Linked DNA regions of Mus musculus: region 1 is linked to region 2. The links are chromatin contacts, called in public HiChIP or PLAC-seq maps. All regions are on one chromosome and are shown on one strand. The core of a region is the stretch at or near the end of the contact, and the rest is flanking DNA. Distances in the headings are between cores, read along the strand shown.

The links. HiChIP or PLAC-seq counts read pairs in DNA pulled down with a chosen protein or histone mark.
Region 1: a contact with region 2 is called in an H3K27ac HiChIP or PLAC-seq map of T-cell acute lymphoblastic leukemia, with 4 times the contacts expected there. The contact joins two enhancer-like sites. A contact is called at or near these places in 7 of 484 Hi-C or Micro-C datasets (the G1E-ER4 cell line, the HL-1 cell line, the N1E-115 cell line and 1 more), 1 of 115 datasets of contacts at active chromatin or transcription factors (T-cell acute lymphoblastic leukemia) and 2 of 9 other capture datasets (embryonic stem cells and liver).

Annotation. Positions count from the first base shown.
Region 1 is chr1:156,075,270-156,078,690 of GRCm38.p6, forward strand. It overlaps Fam163a (family with sequence similarity 163, member A), which reads right to left. Exons shown (of 5, transcript NM_177838.3): 5 at 687-3,421. Among named protein-coding and RNA genes, the nearest start is that of Tor1aip1, 40 kb to the left of the region's middle. Within about 2 kb of position 1,347, at least 35 of the 459 cell types and tissues checked have an H3K27ac peak or open chromatin away from gene starts, as enhancers often do. A contact at or near this core is called in T-cell acute lymphoblastic leukemia, where this site is marked.
Region 2 is chr1:155,782,748-155,786,383 of GRCm38.p6, forward strand. It overlaps Qsox1 (quiescin Q6 sulfhydryl oxidase 1), which reads right to left. Exons shown (of 12, transcript NM_001024945.1): 9 at 656-778. Among named protein-coding and RNA genes, the nearest start is that of Qsox1, 28 kb to the right of the region's middle. Within about 2 kb of position 2,249, at least 37 of the 459 cell types and tissues checked have an H3K27ac peak or open chromatin away from gene starts, as enhancers often do. A contact at or near this core is called in T-cell acute lymphoblastic leukemia, where this site is marked.

The sequences.
Region 1 (3,421 bases), core at 97-2,596, 290 kb after region 2:
ACCAAATAAATACTGTGAAGTTTGTATTTTGGACAAAAAAGTCACATCTTTTAATCTCTCCCACTAAGTAAGACTTTTATGCAAGCATTTTAATAGCTTTTCCACCCCGTTAAATATTTGTTTACGCAAAGACCCTGCTGTTTTCTGGGAATGCAAAGGCCCTGAGCTATGAGGGGGCCTTTTCTCTCTTGGAGCAATGAGCCCTTCCCGCTTGCTCCTACAGTTCCTGTACACTAATTCTTTTCAGACAAGCCAACGGAATAGGCCCGCGAGGATCTCAGGTAATGGGAAAAGAGTCACCCCTTGAGTGAGAACAAAAACCAAAGGTACTTCCTGACTGGGTGTGTTCACTCTTCGGAGTAGTGGAGTTTTGATCTGTAGTAAGGTTTGCCTTGCCCGGTCACTTGAGATGGAATTGGGGTATCTTCCTCTGCAACCCAGAACTTATCTCTGGCACACTTAAAGCCCCCTTTCTCAAGACACAGGAAATGCTCCCAGGTTGTGATGGCTGACGCAGCAGAGAGGGCCCCTGGCTGGGCCGGCTTTGTGAGAGCTCTGTTAATGTGTGAGCAGAAAAGGAGAGGGAGGGCAAAGACTTTGGATGTTTCCAGTGTTCAGATGAATATTCATTTTAAAGCCATGCACAGTTGCCCCACCCCCAGGTAAAGAGTGGAAGGAAGACCCTCTGGGGTTTCTACTTAAAATTTCTCCTTTATTTTGACATTCGCTTGGTTTGTGTTCCAAGTTATCAAAGATACAACAAGACAAGAAATCTGCAGCAGGAGGAGCGGAGTGATGTGGAGAAGGATGGTGGAGAGGGCTGGCTATTCCCCGGGCCTCCCTTCTCTGCCTGTTTAGGGTTCAGTTTGAAGAGTGGACAAATTGTATCTCATGGTACAGACTCAGCAGCTAATGGGACAGAAGAGCCGAGTTGGGTGAGCCTCCTCTTCCCCAAGGATGGAAGATGCTCATGATGCTACAGTGAAGAGTGAGGGGGTCAGGTGACCTGTAGCCAAGGGTGGAACCTGTGCCTTGAACAATGTGGGCTGAAGGGCAGTGTGTATTCCCCGTCCCCTCTGACACCTGGGATCCAGATTTTGAATTGTGGCCCTGCTGGAGACACAAAGGCAAAGAGTGCTTTATACCCAGAGCCCATAGTAGAAAAGTGGCTTACAGATGGCTGGGTTCTCTTGGTTTACCCAAAGGCATGGGTACGATGGCATTGTTATCTAGGGTGAAGCTGTGGGACCACAGGAGAGCAAGGCACTGGGCTGGTAGAGAGGAAGTGGGGAAAGCTGCCAGGCCCAGCAGCAAATCAAAGGGTTGCACATGGCCCAGGATGAGCAGATGGGCGGGACTGGGTGCACAACAACTGCAGAGCCATCCCTCTGCACCGGGGAGAGGGGGAGGTTAGCTCTCCTGCTGAGGCTCCCAGAGGCAGTACTTGCCTTTTGAGGTTGCTCAGTAGGGGGTTGAACAAATGTTTTTGTTGTTTTTGAGAGGGGTGTGTGTCTCAGGAACCCCAGGTTGACCTTGAACTTCTACGTAGCCAGGGATGACCTTGAACAACTACCTTCCTCCCTCTACCTCCCCAGTATAGAGGTGTACCCACCAAGTTGGCTTTTATGCAGTGCTGGAGACTTGAGGTTTTGTGCAGACCTGGCAAGAGCTCTATCAACTGAACTACTGCCTTAGCCCCGACAGCAATTCAAATGATTTTGTCTTCTAATTGTCCGTGCTTCCTCCCAGCACCCCTTTTGTGGTTTCTAACCCACAACAAATGTCCCTGTACCCAGGATCAGTCAGCAGGAGAGTCCACCCAGCCCTGGCCTGGATGAAGGCAAGAGACGAGGCTGAGGAGCAGGTCTAAGACGTCTCAGATTTGTGGAACACTAAGGGACAAGCTCTTCGTTCCTGGAGAAAAATGGATGTCTGAGTGAAGACACCTGACTGGTCCCAGGAGCTAAGGAGTGGACAGAACATGAGCAGAGAGTGTCTCCTGCTTCTTAACCCTGTGTTCATTATTTACAGTTGGACATGTAAGATGCACCCTGCTTTTTGTCAGACCAACCAACCAACAGCCAACAAGATTTCAGGAGAAAAACCAGCCCACCCTCCATAGCATTCCGAGACTCTGGAATGTGCAGGCATTAATTTTTAGAAGTGGGGACAGCGATCCTTGAATCACGGAGGTAACTGGAGAACTAAAAATACAAAAAAAAAAAAACAACAAAAAAAAAACCAAAAAACAAAAAACCAAAAACAACAACAACAAAACCCAAAACTAAACTAAACTAAGCAAAACAAAACAAAAAACAAAACCCCATAAGGCCACTGCTAGATGGAAAGTGGGAGGTGTTGGGATCTGAAACAGCAAATTAGCTCATTACCAAGAGGCAAGCATAATATCTAATTACAAAGACACAGCCAACCTTCAGGAGATCCCCCCAAAACTCAGATGAGAAGGCCACAGCCCCTCGTGGGATAAAATGTCCTGTTAATAATGTCACATCATAGATGGACACTCATGGGATGCACCAGCCTCTCGAGGAGCTTATGCAGGTGTGTGGGAACTTAACTGTGGCACCATTGCCTCAGTTCCCTCCTTCTGGTTGCCATGGAGACTGGCCACTTGAATTGCCTCTGGGTCCAGTTGCTAAAGGGTCAGATTTTTCTTACTTGTTGGTCCCTTGGACCTTTCTGCTCTGCAGCTCCCGAAGGAGGCAAAGCCACATGGCTGTTGGTGGTGATGGATATGAGAGGAAGCCAGCCCCCACCCCAGGAATGGGCATCCGCACACCCTCAGAGGGCCGAGTCTATGTGGCAAGGCATGGAGGGATGGGGCGAATCAATGTGATCTATCTGTTCCCTGGGCTTCTAGAACTATAATGACTGACACCTGGAAAAGTTTCTCTAGCAGGGGGGCATAAGAAAGGACTTGAAGGGGAGACAAGGTTATATAGCCTCTTCTTGCTACAGTCCCCATAAGCAGTCGTGTGTTGTGGCGCTTAGCATCAGTTTGATGTGTTTCATGAGGAGGGACTAGATTAGCAGATGTGGTGCTTCCAGAACTCAATATTCCTATCAGAGCAGGCAACCCAAGTAAATAACAGAGTGTAAACTAGCTCATGTGTGCATTCTAGCAAGCAAACCCCGAGGGGCCCCGTTAACGCCCTTTCCTCTCTCCTCTCAAGCTCTGGGATGTCTAAGCCTCACCCTTTGTGTCCGTTTCTTTTAGGTCTGCCCACCTCATCTCCCAAGGTCTCTGGAAGCCTCCCTAACCTTTGCTTAGCTTTCCCTGGTCTTTACACAACCCATCAAAGCAAAGGGCTTGGGGCTTATTGGAAGGTGTCATATAGCGCTTGATTGTCAGAGAGAAAATCCCCAGAGAGAAACTGGTGACATTGCAGACCTATCAGGT
Region 2 (3,636 bases), core at 999-3,498:
TTCCAGGAGCCCACAGCACCACAGCCATCTTCTTGGCCAGAAGATTAGCAGATCTGAGAACTCATGGCATAGACCAAGTTCTATCGAGGTCCCTGGAACCTTGACTCCTTATAAACTCACATGGGTCTGTATGTCCACTGGGTATGGCTTGTTTCTGCAGACAGCAGAAAGAACAGGTGCTCTGCTGGGGGCCATGCTGGGGAAGCAGGCAAGAGTTAAGAACTCTGGTGTCTTAGATAAATGTGGTGGCTCATGCCTATCATCTTCACATTTGGGGAGCTGATGCAGGAGGATTGCTGAGTTTCAAGGTCAGTAGCCTTATATACAGAGTAAGGCCCTATCTCAAAAATAAGTCTCCACTGCCTCATCCCTCAGAGGTGTTAGCTCTGTTCACTGACAGGTCCTTACAGGGTCTTAGGCTAGAACCGTTATGTAATCTCCTAAACTTGCTTTCTTCATCTGCTAAGTGAAAATTCTGATGTATGAGGATTCGATGAGATATTCCATAGGACCCAACGAAGCAGCTTATTAGTGATAAATGGAATCACTTAATGCAAACCTCTGGATAACGTCACCAAGTGTTGAGGCATTAAGTCCTCCCAGTCCCAGACATGTCGAGGCATTGATAGGGCCTTCACTTGCCTGCTGGACTCACCTCCTTCCTGCTGTCCAGAGCAGCTTTGAAGAAACTGTAGGGGATCCTCTTCTTCTGCTGCTTCTGAAGCCAGTCGTTTATGGAATGCAAGAAGTTCTGGACCAAAGGCTGCCCAGGGAAGTACTGTAGGGAGGAGCAAGTGGCGATTGGAGAGTAAGAAACAATTCTATAGAGTTTTACGTTGTAACAAAAACCATCAGACACAAATGTGAATTCATATACTCTATTCTGGACAGAGGAGAAGAAACTCTATGTAGCCTAGGCCCTGTGGGTCTCTCCTATCAAGGCTCAGGCTACAACGCTGACCTAACCACATGAAACCACTCAGAGAAAGTTCCAAGCACCACACCACTCCCCAGGACTGCCTTGAACACTGGGCACAAATCTCTTCAGGCAGTCTTCTGACGCAGCAACTGATGGCCCAGCCGGACTTATGTGGAGTAGGCAAGGGGCTACGCGTCAGGTAATTGAGGAAAACTGCAGCTGTATCTTGGCAGCTGCTCTCTGATGCCCAGAATCCCTTTATCACCCAGCCTCCTGGGAGCAGTGGTTGGGTTCTTCGGAAACAGACACCAGGACCCCCTCCCCACGACAAACATCCTGCTAAGCCAGGAAGGAAAAACTGCAGGGACGTCTCAAGCCATAAGATGGAAGAAAGATCATGCTCTAGGGAAGAGGGTGTCAGTGGTGTCACCAGAGGGAGGCACCATAAAAAGTCTTTAAATCCCTAACACAGGGCCCAGTGGGACTCTACCCACCTCCCTTTGGAATGCCCATTCCCGCTTGGAGTGCACTCTCCTTTTTGCTTTTGATAAGTAAACTGTTTTTAGCTGTCTGTGTTTCTTGGCTCAGCTCTTTCTTTTGAAAAGACAAGAACCAAACTGAGGAGAAACCTTCATTGGTAATAGGCTAGGCTGGCAAAAGACCTTTCATTTTTTAGCTCATGGGCCGCCAGTATGGACAGGCTAGCCTAGGGCTTAGGGCCAAGATCCAAATCTTGATGGTAACTCCCAAGAGCCTCAGAGGAACATGAAAAGCTACTTTGACAATAAGTCAACTCAAATCTGATTAGTATCAGCACTTTAAAACCACAAGGACTCAAGGGAGGAGGGGATGTGTGCATGTGTGCACATGTGTGCATGTGCAAACGCCTGTGGGGGTGGGGTGGGGTGAAGGGGACGCAGCGGTGAAGCAGAGCAGATAAAACCACAAGAGGAAAGATGAAGGTGGAGAAGACAGTGAGCTGAGAGATGTGCCAAGAGGAGGAGGAGGAGGAAGACACCAGGAGAAGAATCCTAATATGAGAGTGTCACAGAGGCAGCATCCGAGAGGGCATTAACCCTCCTTATCAAACGGCAGGGGCTAGCCAGCCCCCCAGAGTGACAAATGGCCGGAAAGACTTGTGCTTCAGAGCGCTTCCTCCTGGTCAGCTCCCGGGAGCTCTGGGTCCACACGCAGATTTACAGCTGAAAGTCAGCACTTCTCTCTGACCTCTGCCTGCCACCCTGACTTGGCACCTTCTTTCTGCCTTCTAAGGCCACGTATCAGAAGCAGCGATGAATTAAAGGGCTCTGGACAGCAAGGGCAGGGAAACCTCGGTGACCAAACGCCACCCAGTGGCCAGCCCTAGTAACGGCTCAAATGTGACAAGGCAGGCTGAGTGGGGATGGGGGGTGGGGGGGCTCTCCACTCCAGGCTTTCTTGTCAGAGGAGAGGGAGGATGTTAAAGGAGCCATGGATGTGAAGTTCACCTTCAACAAGGCGATCCCCCGCCCGCCCCCCGGGCTGTCAGTTCCCCATCTCTAGAATGATGAGTACCACTCACAGAGTTTAAGAATGGAAAATAAGCAAACACACAGTGTACCGCACACTCTGTCAGCCTGCCAGAGCTTGAGGAAAGGAAGCAGCTTTGATTCTTCTTCTCCAGGGAAGAAAGAAGGTCCCCAGCAAAGCATATAGGACGCTATCAGTCACGCAGACAAAGGTCAGACAGGGCCTCTACACTTGGGTCCCAGGTGCACCCACTGTGGGCCTTCCTCAGTCCTCTTCTCAGAGACCTGGCTTCTGGCTAAAGAGCCCCTTAGTAGATCCTCATCTCCTGCTCTTGCTGAGGGTCTAGCTGAGTGTATCGCTGAGAGTGTGCTGTCCAGGCCTTTATCTAACCTGGATACTTTCTGTCTCCTCTCATATCACAGCCCCGCTGGGGAGCAAACTAAATACCAGCCTGCTTACAGCTGGACACAGATCCAAGCAGCACGGAGAAACTACTGCTTCCCAGGACTCCTCTGAAATAATCTGACCTGGGCTCGGGGTCTCCTCATTGAGGCCTGCAGGGCTGGGGAGCACATGGGAGCTGTCCCTCACTGAGGTGGTAGGAAAACACTACAAAGGCTTGCTCTGGATTGGCTCCTTCTCAATGTTCAGCAGGGTGTCTGCACCAGGCCTCCTCAGTATTGTGGAGTACAGGCTGCAGGCCGCTGAAGCAAGGAAATAGCTCTGCCTTGCCCGCAACATTCCTTACAGGGTCTTCTTTGTATACAGATACACAGGCCACCAAGCCAAGAGGGTCAGAATGGTGGCAAAATGGGTGAGATCTGGAGATTGCCCAGGCCCCGCTGGGAAGAGCAGGCTCAGATTAGCTGGGACGGAGGGAGGCTGAGTCAGCAGGCAGGCCCAGCGGACAGACAGCCCTGACTCAGCAGCAAAGCAGGCAGGGCTGCCCATGGATGGGAAGGCAGAGTCGGGAGGCCAGGGAATGACAGCTCAGGACAATGCCTCAAGTCTGCTCCTGCTGGCTATCTTAGGGCAAGCTACGTGAGCCCCTGGGCCTTAAATGGTAGCGACACAACTCTGAAAAGCAGGCAAAAAGACTAAATTCTTGTCAGACATCAGGTCCTTAATAACCAAAAGCTTCACTCTGAGAAGTAGCCACCTTTCTGAGACACTACCAGGGAACGCTAGGGAACTGGGTAAGCCTGAGG